2 separate regions of the Mus musculus genome follow, and region 1 is linked to region 2. Evidence: chromatin contacts called from public HiChIP or PLAC-seq data. All regions are on one chromosome and are shown on one strand. Each heading gives the region's core, a stretch centred on a gene start, on an enhancer-like site or on the middle of the called end of the contact. The rest is flanking DNA. Distances are from core to core; before and after follow the strand shown. Region 1 holds the start of Urah (urate (5-hydroxyiso-) hydrolase). Region 2 holds the start of Pwwp2b (PWWP domain containing 2B).

The links. HiChIP or PLAC-seq counts read pairs in DNA pulled down with a chosen protein or histone mark.
Region 1: a contact with region 2 is called in a FOXA1 HiChIP or PLAC-seq map of pancreatic cancer cells. The contact joins the promoter of Urah here to the promoter of Pwwp2b in region 2. A contact is called at or near these places in 2 of 39 promoter capture datasets (hippocampal neurons and stem cell-derived epiblast-like cells) and 1 of 115 datasets of contacts at active chromatin or transcription factors (pancreatic cancer cells).

The regions. Positions count from the first base shown.
Region 1 is chr7:140,831,797-140,836,969 of GRCm38.p6, reverse strand. It overlaps Urah (urate (5-hydroxyiso-) hydrolase), which reads right to left and starts at 1,691. Exons shown (of 3, transcript NM_029821.3): 1 at 1,219-1,691; 2 at 88-223. The coding sequence starts at 1,349.
Region 2 is chr7:139,246,749-139,252,160 of GRCm38.p6, reverse strand. It overlaps Pwwp2b (PWWP domain containing 2B), which reads right to left and starts at 3,679. Exons shown (of 3, transcript NM_001098636.1): 1 at 3,518-3,679. The coding sequence starts at 3,642.

The sequences.
Region 1 (5,173 bases), core at 442-2,941, 1.6 Mb before region 2:
CCCTGGTCTGGAGGAGGCCTGGCTGCAGGATCTGGCTGTGGTCAAAGTGAATCAGGGTCCATGTGCTTCACCCACCCTGACACTCACCTCTACATAGGGGTAAAAGCTCTCTTGACCCCGCTCTTTCCAGTAGCGCTCTGTGTCGAAGAACAGCTTATAGGTGCCTGGCTTTATCTGGCTTGGTGTCAGGAGCCCAGGACAGCGACCGTCCAGGTTTGTGTAGCTGTGAAGAGATGAAGTGGAGAGAAGAGCTGAGAAACCTCCCTCCCTAGCTTTTCTGATCCGCATGCCAGCATCTACAGATGACTCCCACAGTCTCACAGAAGGAGCACAGATGGGGCAGGGGGACAGTTCCTAAGGATATCACCATGCTGCATATTTAGAAAATCATAAAGCAGAGAAGCAAAAGATAAAACCTCTCCAGGTTGGTGAAGGACTGAGCTAGAAGGGGGCAAGCCACACGCTGTTCTCACAGGCTGGTCAGAAGGAGATGTGTGAGCCTGGCTCCCTTAAATAGAACCTGCTTTCAAGGCCACAGACCCACCAGCGTTGGCTGGCTAAACCTGAAAGAGGCCCCCAACAAAGCATGTACCAGGGGCATGCCAGAGCCTGGCTCACTGAGGTTGAAAGGCCCAGTACTGGACTGGAGTGGAGTCTTGGGTTTTACCTCAGTCCTATTATCTCAGCCTCTCTCTATAAAGGAGATTAATTACAAGTTCACAGCTATTAAGAATAGAGAGGAGAAATAAGTGCTCGGCTGTCAGTCAGGCACAAAGCGATTGATGTCTTTATTTTTGACCAGGCTACTCTAGTTGGCTCCCCTCCTCGAAGCATGTTTTTGGGTTGAGTCTGACAGGCAAGTGGTTCCCCTCCCAGCAGGCCCATTAGGCTGAGTCTGACAGGCAAGAAGGACCCAACAAAGCTGTCTCAGACCTTCCATGACATTGTCCCAGGTATGCACATCTGGTGAAAAAGCTGTTTTGTCACCATTCCTGTTATCTCAGATGAGGAAAACAAAGTTCAGGGATCAACAGGGCAATGATCCGTCCTGCCTTCCAGCCCCCAGCGGCCACAAAGACTCAGCTCTGCTCAGTGTTATCCTGGCCTTACTGCTCCACCTCAGTACCATGGCCTAAGGTCTTCCTTCCCCAGGTGGGAAGGCCACTGTACTGCTGGGTGCTGGCACTTATGGATCCCAGCCCAGAAACTGTCTCCTACCTTGTCCTCAGCTCCATCCACTGCTGGCAGGGGGCCTCCAGGCGGGACAGCCGGAGGCAGAGGCCTTGGGCAGGGAGCCCTGAGGCAGTGTCTAGAACGTGAGTAGTCAGGGGACTGCTCTCGGTAGCCATGTTGCCAGCCTGTGCAGAGAGAGTGAGAGTGATCAGCCAGTCCGTAGAGGCCCAAGTGCGTCTTCGATCTAGTTCTGAGGAGAGCAAACAAAGGGCCGCACTGCCCCGAGGCAGGCTGAACTGCTGAGCGGCAGGATGGGGTGCCAAGTGCTAAACAAAGCTGACCTGTGCCCTCCTTTGCCCCTGCCTGGGCACCACCCCTCTCCCTTGTATGAGACCTTCAGTTTCAGCTGATCGGTGGCTTTAGTGTCCCAGAACCCAGCTCTCCCGTGCCTCTGACTCCTAGCAACACCCTTGCTCCCAAGCTCCCACACACTCTTCCGTCTCTGTCTCCTTAAGTATGGCACAAGACAGCTCCTTACCTGCGGCCAGCCTAAGTGTCTCTGGAGCGTCATCAGCCGCGGGGCGGTCCTGGAACTCATGCCCTGCCCTGAAGCTCTGGTCTGTGCAACTTCCACAGGCAGTCGCCCTGCCAGCCTCAACAAGCTCTCTAGTCAGCCTGGACCTGCTCCACCCAAGGCCCCGCCCCAACTCCTGGAGCCACCTATCTGAACACTTCTGGGAAAGACACCTTTCCTTTTGCCAGATGAGCCCTGGCAGCCTGCTTGGTTTTTGGGCCTCAGGGGTGTTGATTTAAAGGAAAAGAATGGACAAGGTTGGGAGCATGCTGTGGGGAGGAGTGGAAGGGCAAGTCTGGGGAAGGAGGGATACTGAGGGGAGGGGCAGTTCTGAGGGGAGGGGGTGGGGCAGTGGGGCCTACTGCAAAGACTGGTGGAAAGTGATTAAATGGCTGGGTCAGGGAGGGGGAAATAATTCAGTGGTTAAAACACTGAGGATGCTCAGAGTCATTTTGATTTGCATTTCCTTGGTGACTAAGGCCATAGAACATTTCTGGAAACAGCCTAGAAGTCCCTCAACAGAAGAATGGATAAAGAAAATGTGGTACATTTATACAATGGAATACTACCCAGCTATTAAAAACAATGACATCATGAAATTTGTAGGCAAATGGATGGAACTAGAAAATATCATCCTGAGTGAGATAACCCAGACCCAGAAAGACACACATGGTATGTACTCACTTACAAGTGGATATTAGCCATAAAGTATAGGATAACCACACTATAATCCACAGACCTAAAGAAACTGGGCAACAAGGAGGGCCCAAGGGAGGATGGACGAATCTCACTCAGAAAGGGGAATATAATAGACATGGGAGGTGGATAGGGTGAGGGAACTGGGTGGGATGAGGAGGGGGAGGGGAACAGGAGGGATGAAGTGTGAGGAGGGCTGAGGGAGAGAGAACTGGGAGAAAGAGCAGAAGGTGGTGGTGGTGGTGGGCAGCTCCAGGATGAGCCACCTCTCCCAACAGCATGCTCCCCCAGGTTCTACTCTTTTCCTGTAAGTCAGCACCTCTCAGGTCCCAAAACTGAGTAGGTTTCCAGGGCTCATTTGGCAGAAGGCAGCTTTCCCAGACACGTTCAAATAGGGACAAGGGAAACTCCCAGGAATCTATGAGGGTGACCCTAGCTAGGACTACTAGCAACAGGGCATGTCAAACCTGAGATGGCCACTTCCCATAACCAGGCAAGACTTCCAATGGAGGGATGGAGACACCAACCCACCCACAAAACTTTCAACCCAAAATTTGTCCTGCCTACAAGATGTGCAGGGATAAAGATGGAGTAGAAATTGAGGGAATGGCCAACCAATGAATCGCCCACCGTGAGACCCATCCCATCCCTGACACTGTTAGTGATATTCTGCTGTACTTGTAGACAGGAACCAAGCTAGCATAACAGTCCTCTGAGAGACTTCACCCAGCAGCAGATGCAAACATGCAGAGACCCACAGGCAAACATTAGGCGCAGCTTGGGGAATCTTGTGGAAAAAGGGGAGGAGGGACTGAAGGAGCCAGAGAAGTCAAGGACACCACAAGAAAACCTACAGAATCAACTAACCCGGGCCATAGGGGCTCACAGGGACTGGACTGCCACCCAAAGAGCAAGCATGGGAAGGACCTAGGCCTCCTACACACATGCAGCTCATGTGGGGCTTCCTGTGCATGTTGGTCTCTCAACAGCTGGAGTAGGGGCTGTCTCTGACTCTGCCGCCTTCCTTTGGAACTCTTTCCTCTAACTGGTATACCTTGTCCAGTCTCAATAGGAGAAGATGTGCCTACTCCTACTAACTTGATACGCCAAGGTGGCGTTGCTATCCACAGGAGGCCTCCCCTTCACTGAGGAGAAGGGGAGGAGACACTGAGAGGAGAGGAGGGAGCAGAAGCTGTGATTGGGATGTAAAATAAATAAATAAATAAATAAATAAATAAATTAATTAATGGGTAGGGGGAGCACTGAGGAGGAGAGTTCAAATCCTGGAACCCAGGCATTGTAACAGTAGAAGTTGAGAACTGTCTCCACAAAGTTGTCATTTGACTTCCTTACAAGAGCAGTGGCACCCCCCCCCCCCGCCATACAATGTGTGGAATTAAGTTTTGAAAAAAATCAAGGCATTAGTCGGCCCAGGTTAGCCTCCCTGCTAACATTTGATAAGGCCACACTGAAGAGGGCAGGAAAGATTCCCGTCTTGACTGCTGATGGGTCATGTGACCTTGCCTCAGTTTTCTCATGGGTACTGCCAGTAAGTGTGGTTGGGATTCCAAGCAAAGCTCTCGGATTCTTCAAGACCCTCTGCCTATTCTTTGTTTTTGGTGCAGTTGGGTGGGAGGGCAAGGCTGTCTGAACCTGTGACTTTACTCTAACTCCTTTGTGTTAGGGATATATATATATATACACACACATATATATTCTCTCTCTAACACATTATCAAGGTATTATGTGATCTATAAAAAACAAAGGTGGGCTTCTGAGATAACTCAGCAGGCAGAGGTTGTTGCTGGCAGGCCTGATGACTGGAGTTTGAGCCCAGAATCCTGCAAGGTGGCAGAAAAGAACTGACTCCCCAGAGCTCTCATCCATCTTCCCGACCCATGCTGCCTAGAGAAGAAGCTGAGAGGCCATCCTTAGAATATTCCCTAGAAGGACCAATCACCTTAGACATAACAGGGTAAACTGAGGCAGAGTGTAAAGTTGGCAATTGATCACTCAGCAGACTTTTCTCTGAGGGAACCATGCTTGATTCTCTGGGGCCATTGAAATGCTCTCTGGGGCCATCAGAAAATTTGATGGATAAACTCCCTGGGGCCAGCAGTAAACCCTCAGGGACCAGGGAAAAGGGTGAGGGAAAAAAATCACACACACATGCATGCACACACACTTGGTGGATGAAGCAAGCTCCAACAGATGCCAACAACTTTATATCTATACACAACATACATTTGGTGGGCAGAACAAAGCTCTTACCATTTTACACATACATACATACATACATACATACATACATACATACATACATACACATTTGATGGGTGCAGCGAAGCACCAACAATTTTACTTTTTCTCCCACAGTTTATATATCCCAGCAGAATCTTTCAGGCAGAATAAAAAAAATCACAATGTGGTTACATTCTATTTTTCTTTAAGTGAACGATTACAATGAGCATACATAAGAAAAAAACACACAGGTTCCCCAATACCCTCACATGATCAAATGCTTTACTTATGGATAAAAAAAAAATCCAAATTATTCTCAAGAACTCACGTACGTTTGTAACTAAGCAATTTGGTATAGATTAACAAAATATAAGCAAGCAAGGTAATTTTCTCAGTTTCTCTTACTGGCAGGCTGCAATTTGCAGTGAGAAAGAAAGGGTCGATTATTTTATTATTCATCTTAAAAAGTAATCTTATAAAAATCTTAAA
Region 2 (5,412 bases), core at 2,430-4,929:
TACATGAGGCTGCTGGCGCCCAAGTGGCACCCTCCCACCCCTCCTGTGTCTGTCTGGGATCTTCCTCCCCCAGCCTGTGGTGGCAGAGGCTATCCTGCCACTGCCCGAGGGTTGAGTCAACAGGCTCCTGGATCAGAGGCATGCGGATGTGCAAAGCTGGGCGGGAGTCTGCGGAAACTTCTCTACATAGCTATGTTGCCAGGAGCCTGCAGCCCCAGGAAGGCCCAAGTCCAAACACCCAAGGCCCCACCTTGGGTTGTACACCAGGGCTTGCTTACTTTAGAAAGTCCCTGAAGCCTTTCTGCAGCCCAGCAAACAGCCATTGAGCAGTAGGGCTAGAGAGCTGGATGGGACCAGGAACAGGAAGGTCTTGCAGGAAACAGTGAGCTGCTTGGGACTACTAAGTGTACAGAGGCCTCCAGGGGCCACCTCTGCTTTGGGAGTCAGGTGAGCAGCTTTTCAGGCCAAGTCTCAGCCTGGATACCAGAGCAATCCATTCTCCAGAGCATATTGCCCCACATCCTTGGGCAGACCCCCGATTTCCAGAGAAGAATAGGTGGAGCCTGTATCCTGCATTTATTAGCATCAACATCGTCCTTAAGCCCTAGGGCTCTCCTAGAAGCTCAGACCAGGCCCACCTCACACCCCCCCCCCCATGTCTTCCTTGTCCACTCTGACAACATCTCTGTGGTACAGTCCCCAAGACCAGCATACCAGCCGGTGATGCACCAGCTGTGATGCACAAGACACCTGGAACCCTCCAGTTCCTTGAGGGCAGAGAGGGTATCTGAGCACTATGGTAACCTCTGTGCCTACCACATAATCTCAGGAATGCCTAGCAGCACACTAGCTAACAAATTCCAGGACAGAACTTGGTGCTCTTTAGCCTGGTGACAGGCAGTGACTGTGGTCTTGGTCAAAGAGGACGTCATACTGACTATCCCAGCAGACAGGCTCAGCTGTTGTGTGGTACAATTTAAGAATCAACAACTCAGATTAGAACCCCGGAGTCAGCGGGCCTTTGCTGTCTTGTAGACTACCTTTGGCTAGGGTTACCTCACCTGAGGTGCTCAACAAGAGACATACATACCTCTAGGCCCACCTGCAGCATAGTGTCAGCCCCACCCCTTCCTGCACGACTTGGGTCAGCCGGCTTTGGGAGGGATCCTCAAATTTGTAAGCAGGGATCATAAAGGCGGCTTGTCAGAGGCTTAGCCCACCCTCTGGTACAGTGTGGTTTCTCAGTGAAAATACAGGCCTGCATAGGTACCCAGAGCAACAGAGAACCTGCTTCGGGCTGCTCTACAGCCAGGCAGCTGATTCAAGACACCGAGTGGGAGGAGGTACTTGGTACTGCACCAGGTGGCTTGTGAGCAAAGACCCCCTCTGAGCTCCCCAGCCATCTGCAGACGAGGAAGGGAAAAGGAACAAACATCTTTCAGTCTAACTTTCATGATGAGCACTGGTGGGGCTGGATCCAGCCTCAGAGCCTTCCTTCTACCCAGCAGTCTATGCGAACGGGGCCATCCACGTCACTTGCAACCTAGCAAGGAGGATGAACAGTGATCAGGAACCATAAAGGACAGCCAGGCTACCAGGTCGGTACCCAAACTATGGGAGCTCTGATGCCTATAAAGCGCAGCAGCAGCACCTCAGGAATGCTGACCTGCTTGCTGCTTTGAGCCCCAAAGGCTCCCCTGAGGTGGGAGGAAATAGGACTTGGGAACTCTTCCTTGGCTCGAATCCAAGGACTGGGCCTTGGAAGAGCAAGGATAGGTACTGAAGCTGTGGAGAAACTAGTACCTGGGAGGGCAGGTCAGCATGTGGACCCTGGAGCCTGAGAGCAGACACTGCAGCCCAAACCACCCAGACAGCTGCTAAGCTGTGCTCAGCTCTGCCTGAGAAGCAGGGCTGTAAACACTAGCTTTGCCACTCATAATACTATGGATAGAACACAGGAAACAGAAACAAGGGGGGGGGGGCGCTGCTGGAAAGATCAGGGATGGGGAAGGAGAAACACAAGGCCAAGCCTTGGAGGGCTGGAGGGGCAAGGAAGGGCCATTTCAGAGTCTCTGCATGGGCACAGAAGCAAGCAAAGCCACTGCAGAGAAGAGCTGTGATCAGCGACTAAGCTCATGTCTCCAAGGGGTTCTGGTTCTGGTAGACTGTGAGGCACGGACACACATGCATCCTATAGCTGCTGCTTCCCATGTTCAGGATGCCAGCCAGCAGCTAGCTTCTATTCATGAAGGGTGTATGCATCTGCAAGCCAGGTTAGCCATTGACCTCAGGGTAGAGATCCCCCCTATCTCTGTAGACACAGCCACAAGATAGGACTACTCTCAGCCAATCTTATCTTGAGCACTGGAGCCTGAGAACTGGGGAAATGCGGGTCCTCTGCTGCAGACTCTCTAGGGAGAGGCCAGAGCAGGCTGCACAGGTTGAGCAGGGGTGCAGCCAGACCTGCCTAGGGAGGAGAGGGCAGCCATCAGCAGGGTGGGGGATGGCTTGCCTTGGAAGCTTTCAGGTGGCTATTCTGCAGCCCCTGAATGTCACCCCATTATAGGCACTCCCTGTACTAACCAACAAGAGAGGGGCACCAGTCACACGGGAGGCCATATGTTAAGTCACATGACTTGTGCATAAATGGCTTCTGGCACATCTAATGAAGACATAATGTCAGCAGGGTAACTGTCGAAGGAGGAAGGGCTCTGCTCTGTGGTGGGAACCCAGGGAAATCCGGGCTTTAGGAAGGGAAAAAGTTGGGTCTTTGAAAGCAGAGCCCTTTTCTGTTCCTAATTCCAGAATGAAGCCTGGCTGGAGCAGAAGAGTCACAGCCTGATTAATGCCTAATCATTTATCAGGCAGTGACAGCGCAGTGCCATGTGATTCTGGGTTCAGGTGGCTGTTCTGCGCTGCAGAAGCCCCTGCAAAGGGTATACAGGTGGTCTCAGGAGCCAAGCCCAATGCGCCCCTCCAGTAGAGGCACTGGCCCTGGAACTTGTATCTTCCACTCCCCCGCAAGGCGCCTCGCCCACAGCAGTGTTTCTACACCCCGCAGTCTCGCAGCTGGTCTCCACCAGCCACTCCTATAAGCCTTGGGCTTCCCCCCTCTTGTGACAGGTGAGGCCATAGCTTAACTGACCCCCTTAAACGAATCACGATTCTACAAACAGTCGAATTCAACAGTGCGTCTGAACAAAGAAAAGTGCGTTAATTATGGCAGATGTGCGGAGTTTCAGGCAAGGCTTCCCGTGCGTCCCGGCCGGCACCGCAGCCCCTCTGCGGGGCCGCACGCTCTCCTGCCCCGAAAGTCACCGCGACTTTGGGAGAGAGCCACTTTCGCACCCAGACCGGCGGCCAGCTGGCGCGCCTCGAAACCCCGGCCCAGCAGAAACTGAAAGCGGACGCCGGGCTTTGCTGCTCCTCTCGGAGCCTGCATTGGAACCTTGAATCGGTGGAGGAGTGTCCCGGGAGATTCCGAGGAGTCCCGGGCCCGCGACCCTGCCCCGCTCACTTTTTCGTGCAATCCAGCAGGATTCCGGCGAAGCTGCGCTCGCCACAGCTCACGGTGACCACCAGCGCGCCGTTGACGACCTGTTCCACCCGCACCGGCAACCGGCAGCCGGCCCGCGGCTCCATGCTCCCGCCGCCTCCGGAGGCCGCCCCCGCCCGCCACCGCCGCCGCCGCCGCCGCCGCCGGGTCAGCCCCGCGTGACGCCGCCTGACGTCACAAAGCTCTGTGTGCCGGCCGCCACCGCGGAGCTAGGCTGGGGCGCGCGGCCGCGGGCTGCGCTCCCAGGAGCCGGAGGGCGTGGGGCGGTCCGCCCGCAGCGTGCGCCCACAGCCGGCTCTCAAAGCTGGGCTTGCAACGCATTGCGGGGGCCCCACCGGGCGGGGAGAAGGGTTCGTTAATCTTGACGCCACGCAGGCTTGGAATGCCCCCTAGGAGGCCTTGCCAGGAACCGAGGGGTAGCGGGGACACTCCCCGGGTCCAGGCCCTTCCCCCACTCTGCTTCTCTGGGTTCCACCCCGGGCCCCACCTCCTTCCTGATCCTGTCCCGGGGCCACTCCCTGAGCCCGGCGCAGCCTGGGGCCCTTCCCCCATGTAGTCTGGGGGTCCCCTGTCTACCAGTTTGTGCTAGAGGACCCCGGCAGCGTCTTCTACGCACGACTCCTGTGTCCACTTGGTACTTGAAAAAGTCTGTGGACACGTGTATTTGAAGCGAATCAGGCCTGGCAGAGGAGACTCCGGGTGCCGAGGGACACCAATGGGGCCCTTACAAGAGGCCTAGTGTCACCCTCACTACAGGGCTACCTGGCACTGGGCTACCCAGGTGTGCTCGGCGCCTCCTAGGAGACTATAGTGCTCCGGTCTGTTTGAGAACCTCGCAGGGCGCGGGGCTGGCCAGCACTAGTGTTGGCAGGATTATTCTATCCAGAGCTCTTGCGTCTCCTGGGACTACTCGCTGCAGCACTCCTCGCTTAGTGTACAGTATGAAGAGCCACCTCCCATGAGCAAGAGCCAGGCTCCCCGGGCGTGTGCAACCGGGCCCGCGAGGGCAGCCTGGCCATGAGTGGGAGGTGGCGGCGCCCGGCGGACGGCTGACCGCCACCCTAGACCTCCTCCGGTTTCCGCAAGCACTTGCACTCTGAATCCGGATTCGGAATCCATAACTGACTGCCTCCAAGGGTCTGTCACGTTGCAATGACCAATGGCGTCTGTGAATCGGGCCCCTAAGGCTGACTTGCATCGCCATGACCCTGCATTGGAGGCACCAAAAGGGCAGAGAGGTACTGACCACGGATCTACCAGGCCCATGTCCTTTTCAGCTGGGGAGTGGAGTTCTTGCCCTGCTGGGACTTGCTTCAGGGCTGCTACCACTGACGCCGCCAAGGACAGCCGAGGCCGCCCTGGCGCCACTTTACCTTGCCTTAAGGCTACACTAGAGCAGATGAGAAAGTCTGGGCGGAGTCCAGCTGAGGGGCAGTCCCCCTCCCACAAACGTCTGTTTTCCTCACTCCTTCTCTCCAGAGCTGGGTGCTGCAGATTTTGGAGGAAAAAAAAAAAAAAAAACGCTGGCTACAGGAACCATTCCCAGCTCAGTTCCAGGTGGAGGGCTGGTGGGAGGCTGCCCACTCGCTCAACCCAGATACTAAGCATCTGTGCCTGAGTACTGGGGATGCCTGCTCAGTACAGCCTACAGCAGGACATCCCCCTCCCCCCAGCCAGTTCAGTAGCTTCCAAGCTGGGGACATCTATAGTCTGAGCAACTGTGGGGTAGTCCGAAAAAGGCACTTGAGCAAGCAGGTGCCCTTGTTCAGGGACTCCTGGTTGTAGAGGCAATATAGAAGACCTCTTCCGATGTGGGGCATGGACAGAGGGACACCGTGAAAACTGCTAGCTTATTG